2 separate regions of the Mus musculus genome follow, and region 2 is linked to region 1. Evidence: chromatin contacts called from public promoter capture Hi-C data. All regions are on one chromosome and are shown on one strand. The core of a region is the stretch at or near the end of the contact, and the rest is flanking DNA. Distances in the headings are between cores, read along the strand shown.

Region 1 (6,891 bases), core at 1,452-3,951:
GATTTCCATGCAGGCAGAGATGGCTGTCTGCAAACATCTCTAGAAATCTCTAGAGTAAGGATGCATTCTATATATGTGTGTGTGTGTATATATATATGTATATATGTGTATATATGTGTGTGTGCTCTTAACACAACAGTGCTTTTTATTTTCTGTATATTCAGACATGGAGGCAAAATTTAAAGAGAAGGATGATCGAGAAGATCAGCTGGTAAAGGCAAAGGAAAAATTAGAAAACGACATTGCAGAAATAATGAAGATGTCAGGAGATAACTCTTCTCAGCTGACAAAGATGAATGATGAATTACGTCTGAAGGAAAGGTATGTCCGATCAGCCTGTTGTGGAGTGGGCTCAGCAATAAGGCCTTGATAGGGGATTAACAGCACAGGGCTGCTGGATGGGCACAATCCCAGCACTTGGGAGGAGAGCAGGTGGATTTCAGTCTGGTCTATAAAGTGAGTTCTAGGCCAGCCAAGGCCTAGAAGTATGTCTAGTGAAACCCTGTCTTAAAAACAAAACAAACCAACCCAGGAAAACAAGGTTGTCCTGTGTACTGGCTAGTTTTGTGTCAACTTGACACAGCTGGAGTTATCACAGAGAAAGGAGCTTCAGTTGAGGAAATGCCTCCATGAAATCCAGCTGTAAAGCATTTTCTCAATTAGTGATCAAGGGGGAAAGGCCCCTTGTGGGTGGTTGCTATCTCTGGGCTGGTAATCTTGGGTCTATAAGAGAGCAGGCTGAGGGGCTGGTGAGATGGTTCAGTGGGTAAGAGCACCCGACTGCTCTTCCGAAGGTCCAGAGTTCAAATCCCAGCAACCACATGGTGGCTCACAACCATCCGCAACAACATCTGACTCCCTCTTCTGGAGTGTCTGAAGACAGCTACAGTGTACTTACATATATTAATAAAATAAATCTTTTAAAAAAATTTATAAAAAAAATAATAAAAAAAAAAAGAGAGCAGGCTGAGCAAGCCAGGGGAGACAAGCCAGTAAGGAACATCCCTCCATGGCTTCTGCATCAGCTCCTGCTTCCTGACCTGCCTGAGTTCCAGTCCTGACTTCCTTTGGTGATAAACAGCAGTGTAAGCTGAATAAACCCTTTCCTCCCCAACTTGCTTCTTGGTCATGATGTTTGTGCAGGAATAGAAACCCTGACTAAGACATCCTATTTTAAGGCTTCTTGGTTCCTTTTCTCATTGTGTTCCCATTTTCTGATTTTTCTTAATTTAAGGGGTGTGTGGCCGGGCATGGTGGCACACGCCTTTAATCCCAGCACTTGGGAGGCAGAGGCAGGCAAATTTCTGAGTTCAAGGCCAGCCTGGTCTACAGAGTGAGTTCTAGGACAGAGAAACTTGAAAAACCAAAAAAAAAAAAAAAAAAAAAAAAGGGTGTGTGTGTGTGTGTCTGTGTCTTGTCTCTCTTTCTCAGTGTTTGTGTCTGTGTGTGTGTCTCTGTGTGTGTCTGTCTGTCTGTCTCTCTCGGTGTGTGTGTGTCTCTGTGTGTGTCTGTCTGTCTGTCTCTCTCGGTGTGTGTGTGTCTCTGTGTGTATGTGTTTGTCTCTGTGTGTCGGTCTGTCTCTCTCTGTGTCTGTCTCTCTCGGTGTGTGTGTGTCTCTGTGTGTGTCTCTGTGTGTATGTGTGTGTCTCTGTGTGTGTGTGTCTCTGTGTGTGTGTGTCTGTCTGTCTCTCTCGGTGTCTGTCTCTCTCGGTGTGTGTGTGTCTCTGTGTGTGTCTGTCTGTCTGTCTCTCTCGGTGTGTGTGTGTCTCTGTGTGTATGTCTGGAGATTGGAGCTACAGTCCAACTTTCTGTTCCTCCCTCCTTGAATCAGCTGTTTGGGCAATCACATGTGCTTTTTACTATTCCACTGTGGGCTTTAAATACCCATCAGGCTTGCTCACCAGTCCTTGTGTGGCCTTCTGAAATGAGCTCCACCCACTTAACTTGTTGAGATGAGAATGGCAGAGTTAAGGAAGGAGTGGAGTGGGATTCTAGACCCCTCAGTGACTTACAAAGACAAAGACAAGGCACTGGTTTAATAATGGCAGTAACAGCTTTTACAGGACCTTAGAGATGTTTATAGCTTCCTTCACACAATGAGGCAGGAAACACCCACTGATGCTTACTGTGTGCTTATTGTGTGTATGTAGAGTATATTTTTCTAGCTTCCTATTTGAAAGGACAAGGAACCAAGGCTCACTTGAGGTATCCCAGCTGAGCCGCCTGGTCTTGGCCCTTACTACTTTTACTTAGATTGTCCTAGTGCTAAAACTTCTTTCATCTTAAGGTCTGCCAATTATAATGTCTAATATTCTTAGGTTCTTTTTTGTTAGTTTGTTTTTTGAGACATGTAGTCCTGGCTGTCCTGGAACTCCCTATATCAACCAGGCTGTCCTTGAACTCAAGATCTTCTTGTCTGTTTCCTAAGTGTTGGGATTCAAGGTGTGTGCCACCACACCCAGCTTATTCTGAAGTTCAAGTTGCCCCCCACCATAGCAGTCATTATAAATCAAATACTTAATTAATGAGGCAGAGATTTAGAGAACATTTTGGAACCATTAGAATTTTACTTTGTAAAATATTAATGCTTATAAAATTGTATTGCTCTCCAGCCTTTTACCCACATACCCCAGTTCTCGGTCACCAGGCGAAGGCCTCCAGGTGCCGCCTGTGCAGGTGACCGATGAGCCAGCACCGTCTGTCTCCCGGCTTGAGCACTGCTTGATGACTCCTTGATGGCCCTGACTCTGGGCTAATGTCTAATGTCACCACGCTCCCGCGAGCTCATGCTTTTCTTTGTCTGTGTTATGTCCGTGCAGGTGCAGGACAACTTCCAGAGTCACTCCTCAATCTCTGTCCACCCCCATTTGAAAGGCAGGGTCTCTTGGTGGCTTGGAACTCCTTAAGCAGGCTAGGCTAGCTGGCCGAAGGGCCCCAGGGATCGGCCTGCCTCTGCCTCCCGAGTGCTGGGATTATAAGCACGTCCCACCACACTTGGCTTTTATAGAGGTTCTGGGGATTGAACTCAGGTCCTCATTGCCTGCAAAGCAAACACCTTACTGACTGAGCTATCCCACCAGCACCCATCTGGTTCTCTTTCAGCAACAATTACTTATGGAAACTTTTGTGTTTTCTTTTCCCAAATGGCATTTAAATAACCTTTTGGTAACTCAGTCTGCTGAAGGTTTGAAACTTAATTTTCTTTCTTAATACTTTTTTAGATTAGAAAATAACCTTTAGTAAAAAATTTTAGATTTATCTTCATTTTATATGTATAGATTTTTCTACAATTATTTAAGGGCACTGTGTGCATGCAGTACCTGCAGAGGTCAGAAGAGGGCATCAGATTCCCACAAACTAGAATTCTGGATGGTTGTGAGACACCATGTGGGTGCTAACCAAACCTTGGTTCTTTGAAAGAGCAGCCAGTACTCTTAACCACTGAATCGGCTCGTTAGCCCTATCTATGCCTGCCTGCCTGCCTGCCTGCCTGCCTGCCTGCCTGCCTGTCTATCTATTTATATCTATATATCTATATATTTATCTGAGATAGGGTCTCTCTATTGCTCTGGCTGTCTTAGAACTTGTTGTATAGACCACACTGACCTTGAACTCCACAAAATTAATCTGCCTCTAACTCCCAAGTGCTGGGATGAAAGGCATGCATCATCACACCTGGCCTAATATATTTATCTCATTCATATTCCTTTATGGATCTATTAATATAAAGTAATAAATCCTTACAACTATAGTAGTTGTTACCCTAAATATCTTTAGAACAATCACAGTTGTTAAAGTTATTTTTCAGGCAAGTCATTTTTAAGTTTGTCTTGATTTCAGGTATAATTATATAGTCATCAATTTTGCAGTCTTTGATTTAATTATTATTTATAATATATTTCTAATATAACTTCAATTTTAAACACAAGAAATCTAGATATAGTGATGATGGTTCAGTAGATAAAGTGATGAATAGGCTTGAGAATTAGAGTTCAGGTCCCCAGAGTCTAGGTAATCCTAAGGACCTGCAGTGACAGGGGAGGTGGAGATGGGTCTCCCAGCATGAAGCAGCAAAGAGGAACCCTGCTTCTAACACGGTGGATCATGAGGACTGGCACCCAAGGTTGTCTTCTGACTTCCATGTGCAGTGCTGTGATGTGTGCATGCCTGGACTCACACATCATACAGACACAGTGACCATGCGTGCACACATAAATAGATTACGTACACACACAGCATATGTACATGTATGTATAAAGAATGATCTGACACTTTATCTTGGAACTCATTCTAGATCCGTGGAAGAACTCCAGCTCAAGCTTACAAAGGCCAATGAAAACGCCAGTTTTCTGCAGAAGAGTATTGGCGAAGTGACTCTTAAAGCTGAGCAGAGTCAGCAGCAAGCAGCCAGAAAACATGAAGAAGAAAAGAAAGAGTTGGAGGAAAAACTGTTGGAACTGGTAAGGAGAAGCAAAGGGGACTGCTGTCACTGTGTGGCCAGGTGACTGGTGTGGCCAGGTGGCTTGTGTGGCCCGGTGGCTTAGCCCTTCCTTTGGGTTCTGCAGGAAAAGAAGATGGAAACAAGCTACAACCAGTGTCAGGACCTGAAAGCTAAGTATGAAAAAGCCAGTTCTGAGACTAAAACAAAGCATGAAGAAATCCTGCAGAACCTCCAGAAGATGCTGGCGGACACAGAGGATAAGCTGAAGGCTGCTCAGGAGGCGAACAGAGATCTGATGCAGGACATGGAGGAGCTGAAAACACAGGCCGACAAAGCCAAAGTATGTTCTGGGGCAGAAAGAGTGCACTTGGGTTATATCTTAGTTGGTTTTGCATCAAGGCTGCAAGAGAGGTTAGGGACAGATGTGACCTGTGCATGCATGGCAGAGTGGCAGATTGCATCTGTTGTGACTTTTAGTGTTTTGTGACAGCTGCTGTCCTTGTAGAGGAGGGTCATGGCTACAAGGTCTCTTCCCCAAATGTCCTGTGTAGCCATCACCACCCCCTGTGCTGCTTGTCCCCAGTGGTTGCAACCTCGTACTGTTGCCTGGCCTCTGTCTGCTTGCTTGCAGTAGATTTTCTGTTGGGAAAGCATCTTTCTCTCATCTTGGCTGAGCCTGCTCCACCTTGAACTAGGGTGGTTAAAAGAGACAAATGCTAGAAAGGCGCGAGGCAGAGGCCCAGGGAAGCAAGTGGGCAGTGTTGGAACCGGAGGGAACCCAGCTGATGAGCAGAGTCTCATAGGAAGAATTAGAATTCTGAAGAAGGCTTTGACTGTCCCCAGGAAGCCTCTGTGAGCTTGCTGACCTGACAAGGAAGCTGGGTTCACATAAATCAAGAAAATACCTAATTAGTTGAAAATAGTTAGAACCTGGAATTTCAATTTATGGGTCAGGATCGTATCTAAACTCCATTACGTTTTTTGACTTTGGTAGCTGAGTAAAGTTTACCTTTCCTACTACTATTTCACTTTTTTATTGATCAAATTTTTTTTTAATCTCAAATGTTTATTTTACTGCATTAGAGAAGTTTACAAAAGAAATCATGAAAGAGAATCTGAAACTATTAAAGCCTCTTGTTAAGGCTGTCTTAGTTGTAGAGTGCCCACCTACCCTGCCCTAGTATCAAGTTCCAGGAACCAAAAGGAACAGCAACACAGACTCCACACACCCTCCCGTTAATTAGGAGGACCATAACATAATACACGTCAGGTGTAAGGGGCACAGTCTCTCCTCTTCTATGTGGTCTCCTGCTTCTTGAAAGGCTTCAGTATTGCAGACTACACCACAGCGGTCTAGTAGCTCGTGTGATGCCGCACTGACTTTGGTGGTTCTATGTAAAACTCTTTTGGCTAAAACACTAGGCTTACTCCTCTTCCAAATTGTCATCCGATGACAAACTCCGAAGAATCTGATGAGACCTAAGGGGGTCACCTCAAATAAGTTTATGTATGCAGCCAGTAAGCTTTATATGTCACTTCAGGAGGTCACTAAGCCAGTCACCCGGTGACCCAAAAAACTCTGCTGTCTATTCCAGAAGCCACTAGTTAGATGAGGCTGTGTAAAGTTAAATTTGTGCAGCTTCGAAATCAGCTCTCTAGCTATTAAATGTTAATAAGTTAACATTTATTCCATCACAGAAAACTCTGGGTAGTGCCAATATAGACATCATTAATTTATCTTACAAATTAGTACATTTAACAAACACTTCATTGTAGCCAGCAAGGCCTAGAAATTAGTGTGCACCTGAGTAACATGCCTGTGACACTGCGACTGATGATTGACACTCTTAGCCTGTTGACTGTCCTTCCTGCTAAGTGAGGGCTTACACACCAACAGCCTTTCCCTTGCTATCCCTTCTTTTGATAGAATGTACCCACCTATTAAAATATACCCACTTTTTTTTTTTTTTGGTTTTGTCCCTGACATAGTTTTGAAAAAATCTTCCATGAATCATTTTTTGAGATAGAAATAACCTGACAGAACAGTAAGCAAGAGGTTCATTCTTAATGTGGAACCCAAGGGTGGTTCTAGAAATGATTTCGCACATTGTTTCGAAGAGAAGAAGCAAATGGGTCCTTTGCAAAGTTTGTTTTCTTTGTCCGGTCCCTTTATGGGCCCCTCCTCCAGCTCATGCCCCCTGGTTATTCAGATAGTGTTTACAAAGCTTATTGTAGGAAATTCTAAACCTTCTTTGGTTTAGGTCACATTAAGTTATTTGGGCTTGCATTTGCCTGCTTGATTTCATTTGTTCCCATTCTTTCCATCTTTTGTCCCTGTAGTCGCTAACTTATTTGTTAACATCAGCCAAAAAAGAGATTGAAGTGATGTCAGAAGAGCTGAGGGGTCTGAAATCAGAGAAGCAGCTCTATGCCCAGGAGGCAAATGCTTT
Region 2 (6,891 bases), core at 1,337-3,836, 190 kb before region 1:
AGAATCAATGGCACTGTGACAAATGCTAGAGCAGTGCCAGGTGACTCATGCAGCCTGGGGAACTCAGAAAGCAGAGCCCTAACCAGGCAAAGCAGCAGCTGAGGCCACCGGAACGCCATCCTACACCGTCCGTGTCACTAAGGAAGAAGCTGATGGCTTGACACAGGGCACCCTTAGACGACCTAGCTCAGAGATTAAACTCGATGACGTGTACCTTAAAGAGAAAGGACATACCTGCCATAACGAATGGATGCTAGAAATGCAGGATAACACTTTCCTCAGGTAAGGAATCTGTAAAAGGGAAATTCCAAAATGAAAGACTCCCAAAGTACTAAATTTCAATGTGCCAACACAAAGTATTAGCCTGTTTTAAAACCCATTTTTGAGGCGGGGCCTCAGCCACAGCCCAGGCTGGCCTTAAATTCTTGGGCGATCACAGCAGAGCTGGGATTGCAGGTGTACAGCACTTTAACTTCTTTTTCTTTTTGAGTCAGGGTCTCATGTCGCCCAGGATGGCTTTGAACTAGATATGCAAATGAGCACCCCTCAAATCTGTGATTCTCTTGCCTCTACTCCTTGACTGCTGGGATTACTGACTCTGGACCCCACGTTCAGTTTCTGTGATGCTGGGCTTTAAGCTGCTAGTCAGGCAGCCACTCGAGCTACGTTCCCAGCCCCTCAAGATCATTCTGAGTTTGACTTTCTCTAATAGTCTGGCAGGAGCCCAAGAGCAGATGTTTGCATCAATATACATAGCTAGCCGGTGTTAGCTTAGTAATGTTAGGATGTTGTGCATCGGGAAGACCCAAGCCTTACCATGTTGAAGCCCAGAAGCTTCTGCAAGAGCCCATTCCAAAGCTGCAGGTCATAGATTTTGTATTCTAAGCAAAGCTCTGCAACCAATCGTACTGCCTAAAAGCCAAACCACCAGACAAGAAAACAATAACATCACATTGCTTTGAGACGTCAGTAAGTCAGTCCAATCAGCCTTTTAAGAAGGCAGGGTACCTTCATAAAACATACGGACAATAACCTATAAATGTCTAATGCACTGTTTTCAGCTCCTAATTCAACAATAACAATAATAACAACAATAACAACAATAACAATAATAATAATAATAAAAACCCAGGATGCCTGCTGGCCTCATACCTGTCCCAGCTCCAACGGCATCAGTGACCGGTCTCCCAAAGGCAACTAAGCACGAGAGAAGGGGACCTCTCCCTCTAGAGTGGGCCTTGGAAGGAAGTACGACAGTGCCTTCTTGCTCGCAAGCATGACTAACCTGTGTACTCTAAGAATGGAAAGGACTGACCATATTGTCTTACCATTCCATATAGTGGGATGCAAACCTACAGAAAGGTCTAGGGCATTAGACCTACTGGGGGTAAAAGATCTTTGGGCATCTGGGGGGCTGGGTGACTGGGTGACACACACTGCATAGGTAAAGACAGGAGCGCCACGGCCAGGGACTACATACCATAGGTTCGTGGCTGTGGTTCTTCCACAAGCCCTTAATCATGCCTTCTTTGGGACTGTTGCAGAATAATTCATATGTGATGGGAATATTCAATGTCTCAAATGATGCCAGGAAAGTTATACATTTCAGATAGGATCTGGAAAACAGAGGTCTTTGTAAGGATCGTTCTTGTGGCTCACATTTAAATCTAAAACCAAAACTACTGCAGGGTACAGGGGGCTAGCTTGTTGTTTCTTGTCCATTTAGGCTGCAGGTATCTTCAGAGGATGCAGCTTAAATAGAAATCAATTTGAACAAGGAAACAGTCAACTTCCAAATGTTGCTAAGATGTTCTTATAGGCCTGCTTTGCCTTTGCTAAAATATCAACAATCAAGATAATGGGCCTGCATTTACATAGCAACCGGTAAGCACCCACATAATTCAATCAAGGGCTCAAAAGTTATGGCTCAGATATAAGCAGATGAAGTCTGTTTACTTCCTTCTAAAACAATACATCAAGCTCTACTTACTTCATTTCTTTAATGGGCTTTTTGAAGAGAGATTCAATTGTTTCCTTGTCAGCCAAATAGAGGAGACACTGCAGAGCTCGTGCTTTGTGGGCAAACGTTAGCTGGCGCATGCCCAGTGTCTGTAAAACAAGAGGCTTGGAGAGTCAAGCTGTACACTGCAGCCTCAGCCAGGCAACTGACTTCAACTTAGGCAGTAAATACATCCATTCCCTTGGTTATTTTTCCACTTTACTTGAGCTCAATTATCTCTGCTGTTAACCAGCACAGAGCTGAGCAAGCAGCTCAACACTAACTCGACCCTGGAAGGAACTCCAGAGACCCCCTTGTTCTTTGCATTACTGGTGCTAATGCAGTGATGGCTAAGACTGTGGACAGAACCAAGGCAGCGACTCCCAGCTGCTCCCAGCCGTGGCCAGCACTGGAAACCAAAGAGAGCTTCCCCTTGAAATGCAATAAAGTTTAATTTTCTCTCTCTCTTTTTTTGGGGGGCATGGGTTTCAAGACAGGGTTTCTCTGTGTAGCCCTGGCTGTCCTGGAACTCACTCTGTAGACCAGGCTGGCCTTGAACTCAGAAATCCGCCTGCCTCCGCCTCCCGCATGCTGGGATTAAGGGCGTGCAGCACCACGCCCGCCCTTTAGTGTCTTTAAGTAGCACTGGTGTTGCTTCAATGGCCCTGCAGGAGCTGCTTTCACTTTCCTCCTGCTTTCACTTACTGCCTGTAAGTGAACTGTCCATGTTGTCAAGAAGAGTATTAGTGAATGTATCGTCAGCAATTAACGACGACATGTATTCAGAGATGGTTCATTAACATGATGTGTACAGGAGTCGAGGGATTAAGAAAATTAAATTTAGCCGGGCAGTGGTGGCGCACACCTTTAATCCCAGCACTTGGGAGGCAGAGGCAGGTGGATTTCTGAGTTTTCAAGGCCAGCCTGGTCTACAGAGTGAGTTCCAGGACAGCCAGGGCTATACAGAGAAACCCTGTCTCGGAAAACCGAAAAACAAACAAAACAAACAAAAAAAGAACGACTAAAGGACAGACTCCAATCAGGAACCGTGGTGAGCTTACATCCAGTATCTCAGATTTTCCTCTCGTCCTTCTGAGGACCATGTACGCATGGTTCCTCACCTTCTATTAATCTAGCTGCTTCGCTTCACAAGCTATTGTTAGCTGGGTATAATAGTTCACATTTGCTATTAGTACTAAGGAGACTGAGGCAAGAGAAGCGCCAAGAGTTTCCAAGACTTTGAGATCAATCGAGGCTACAGTCTAAGCCAGACTGTGTCTCAAAAAAAAAAAAAAAAAAAAAAAAAAAAAGAAAGAAAGAAACACTCTAACACTCTTCTCAACATCAAAACTACCAACAGAGTCGCTATAGGAAAATTCCTGAAGACTCATGAGTTTGTGTGTCCCCTCCCCGAGGCTGCAGTTTCACACGGGTAGAGAGGCTGGGGGGTGAGTAGGGCCGAAGCAGGTCACACAGGGTCACGAGGTTGGTAGAGCTTCTTCCCAGGGTCGGTTTGTATAGTGGCTTGGTATCAGGAGTGCTGACTGCTCAGGGAAGTTAATCACGATGAACAAAGTGCACCTTTGAGAGCTACCTCAGGTGCATCATGTGACCTGCCGAGCAGATGCTGCGGCCGGAGTGCTAACTGGAGCGTGGTATACTGAGAGATCCCGGAGTATGGGATAACATCACCCAGAACTGTGTTGGTGAGCGTGTCATCTGAATTGTGTTTATGAAGCCAGAAGTGAGAAATGCACACGGAGAAAATGCCAAGCAGAGATGGCCATAGGTTGAGTCTCTAGAGCTTACACTTGTAGCTGAAGTGGCAAATACAAACAGCATTCTCGAACAATAATCAACAGGACGAGCCTGGAGGAGATACACGACTCTGGAGGGGAAAAAAAAAGAAAGACATTTTTTTAAACTCAGAGATAGATTCCTAATACAATGGAGCTATGTTTCTGCCCACAGTAAATGACAACATCCTAGATGTCAGCCAGGAAGATACGGGCCATTGGCACTTTTGTTTTCCCTTTCAAAGGAGGTTTAGTCTCTCTTATTCTGAAATTTTGTTTATTTGATTTATGTGTATGCATGCTTTGCCTGCTTGTGTGACTGTATACCATATGTGTGCCTGGTGCTTGCAGAGGCCAGAAGAGAACAAGCGATCCCCTGGAACTGGAGTCACAGATGGTTGTGAGCTGCCTTTACAGCTAAAGAGGATAATGTGCAGATCAAATGCTGCCTTCCAGCGTTCTCCTCTGTACCATAGCCACTCAGCCTTCCAGTATTACTGATGAAACTGACACTGACCACAGCTTACAGCACAGTGAGTGTCACACACGGGAAAACCTGTTCTCCCGGGACCCAGGAGGACCTTGTAAGTGATTCCTTTTAGATTCTAGCCCTAGGCCTGGAAGGATTAGACAAGCTGGAGGAGACAGGGCCTTCAGATGGAAAAGACAGAAGTCCTGATGTCTCAGTGCTTTGGAGATGTCTTCTGTCACTGTCTGCATTGCTTGGAAGGCTCACCACATAACTGGCTCCGTTAAGTAGGCCAGGAACTGTATATGAGCTGGTATGGTGCACCTACCCTTAGAAGTCTAAGCAAGAAGCCTGCTGTAGTGGCCTTTAATGCCTTTAATCTCAGGGCCCAGGAGGCAGGGGCAGGGGCAGGAGGGTCTCTGTCCTAGGACAGCCAGGCCTACAAAAAGAAACCCTATCTGGAGGGCTGGGAGGGAAGCCTGGCTTGGTACTGCTTGGCTGTCATCTCAGCACTGGGGAGGCTGGGGCAGAGATTCCCAAGTTTTAGATCAGTATAACTACCTATGTTGAGCCTGGAAGCATTTATGAACCCCAAGAGACCACCAAGGAGATGACTCCGATGTAGGTTCTGCCTGTCACGGACACAGTTAGACCCTTACAAAAAGCAAATAAAAGTAACAACCCCCCCCCCCTCAAACATCCACCTTTTCTAAACAGCAGTGTGAGGTGGGCCACAGGGAAGGAGGGCGGAGACTACGAAGGTAGCCAGCTCTGTTCAAAACTAGGAACAATTATTTTCTTGTTCTGGGCTTTGCAAGTCTGTCTTCACTATTTGATTTCCAGGGGAGAGGAAGCTGCGGGGCTCCCCAGGCTGCTCAGCTGCTGGTGGTCTCGGTGAGGATTAGTTAAGAGCTGGCAGCTTACCACCATGCGCTCTTCCCATGCTGGAATCAAGTACTGGTGATGGGTGGTTACCACATCCCTTCTGATTCAAGCCTAGATAGTCTTCTCAATAGAACAAGCCAAGAGCACTCAGACTCCGCACATCGAATGGCAAGCACTCAACTCCGGAGACCGGGGTCTCAGACAAAGGATTCAGTGTCTTATATCTGAGCCAGGCATTTTCTAGAATTCCAGAGCACACAGGGCCCGGGGCAAAGGTTCTGGCTGACAGAAGAGTCTCCCCTTGCCTGGCACTGCATAAGTCTGAGAACCCTCGCAGGGGTTCAAACCCACAGTCTTGGCTATGGCTCCCCTCCCTGCCCTGATTCTTCTCGGAGCCACATCACATCAGTGTCCCCATAAGGTCCCTGCTGGGTGTCAAGGCCAGTACAATGAAAGAATTCATACCTATGCAGCACTTCATCCTCTTCCAGCTCAAAGAACTCCGATGCTTTCTTCGAGAACAGAGAAGGATACAGGTTAAAAACTGAAGGTTGTGACCACACAAACTGTCATCTTAGTGTAATACATCAGACCAAAAACCCAAATACAAAACTATGTTCATGGGACTGGAGGTCTGGCTCAGTAGCTAAGAGCACTCGTTGCTCTTGCAGAAGCCTTGAGTCTGATTCCAAACACTCACATGGTGGCTCACAATCTTCTCTAACTCTAGTTCCAGGGCACCGAATACCTTTTTTTTTTTTTAACCTTAGGCAGGCATCAGGCATGCATGTGGCATATGTACATGCATGCAAGCAAAATACTCACATATACAATATAATAAAATGATTTAAAAACAAAAAGCAAACTATGTTTATGTGGACAACACATTGCAGTAAATTACTCGGTGATGTCTTCTGCTTGACAAGGGGGTCCTTTCTCACTCACTCACACAGAAATATGTTCTGAGTACCTCTGAGTACATGCATGGCCTAAGAAGACAAAACAAACATCTGGGTGCTTGTGGAGCTTACATTTGTTGGGTAAATTTTAAAAGGAACGGAGCCTGGCCTGGTGGCGCACACCTTTGATCCTAGTCCGTCTTACTATGTAGCCTTGGCCGGCTCCGGCCGTGCCTCAGCCTCCCAGGTGCCCAGGATCTCAGCATGCCAGCCAAGTGTTCTGTCACTGAGCCACCCCAGAGAGTTTAAATGAGCCATTTGTCATCGGGACTCAGAAAGCACTGTGCCAGGCTTGATGGGAGGCATAGTTCTCAGTTGCCAGGTTCTCTGAGCTGACTACTCTGAGCTTCTGTGAGCTTGGAACACAGAAATGCTCGATTTAGACACACGCTTACATTCTGTTCCCACTGAAGCAGTCACTGCTCTTGGTAGAACGGGGCTAGCGCTGGATCTCAGGCAGGGAGTGTTTGCACAGTAGAATGGACCACTGGGTTCAAACTGCAGCGTAGCACAGACCAGGTGTGGTAGCACACACCCCAGACCACTTGGGAGGTACTATATGTTCTAGGTCATCCTCAGCTACATGGTGAACAGGAGTCTAGCCTGGGGTACTCAAAAATCTATTGTCAAAACAGCAGCAGCACATTTTGGCATGAAATGGAAAATTAATATAAAATAAAAGCTACTAAGTAAAATCCAACAGGGCTGCTGGGTTGACTCCCAAGTAAAGGCACTTGCTGCCAAGTCTGAAGACCCAAGTCCACTCCCCAGAACCTACATGGT

Evidence for each region. Capture Hi-C pulls out chosen DNA fragments and counts their contacts.
Region 2: a contact with region 1 is called in a promoter capture Hi-C map of pancreatic islet. The contact joins two enhancer-like sites. A contact is called at or near these places in 5 of 484 Hi-C or Micro-C datasets (3T3-L1-derived adipocytes, the P5424 cell line, brown adipocytes and 2 more), 1 of 115 datasets of contacts at active chromatin or transcription factors (pancreatic cancer cells) and 3 of 9 other capture datasets (adipose tissue, liver and pancreatic islet).

Annotation. Positions count from the first base shown.
Region 1 is chr5:123,615,226-123,622,116 of GRCm38.p6, reverse strand. It overlaps Clip1 (CAP-GLY domain containing linker protein 1), which reads left to right. Exons shown (of 24, transcript NM_019765.5): 13 at 165-321; 14 at 4,295-4,460; 15 at 4,566-4,781. Among named protein-coding and RNA genes, the nearest start is that of Vps33a, 46 kb to the right of the region's middle. Within about 2 kb of position 2,701, at least 13 of the 459 cell types and tissues checked have an H3K27ac peak or open chromatin away from gene starts, as enhancers often do. A contact at or near this core is called in pancreatic islet, where this site is marked.
Region 2 is chr5:123,806,031-123,812,921 of GRCm38.p6, reverse strand. Kntc1 (kinetochore associated 1) reads right to left here. Exons shown (of 64, transcript NM_001042421.1): 52 at 5,615-5,661; 53 at 3,809-3,887; 54 at 1,991-2,109; 55 at 1,481-1,616; 56 at 817-912; 57 at 235-291. Among named protein-coding and RNA genes, the nearest start is that of Hcar2, 56 kb to the left of the region's middle. Within about 2 kb of position 2,586, at least 15 of the 459 cell types and tissues checked have an H3K27ac peak or open chromatin away from gene starts, as enhancers often do. A contact at or near this core is called in pancreatic islet, where this site is marked.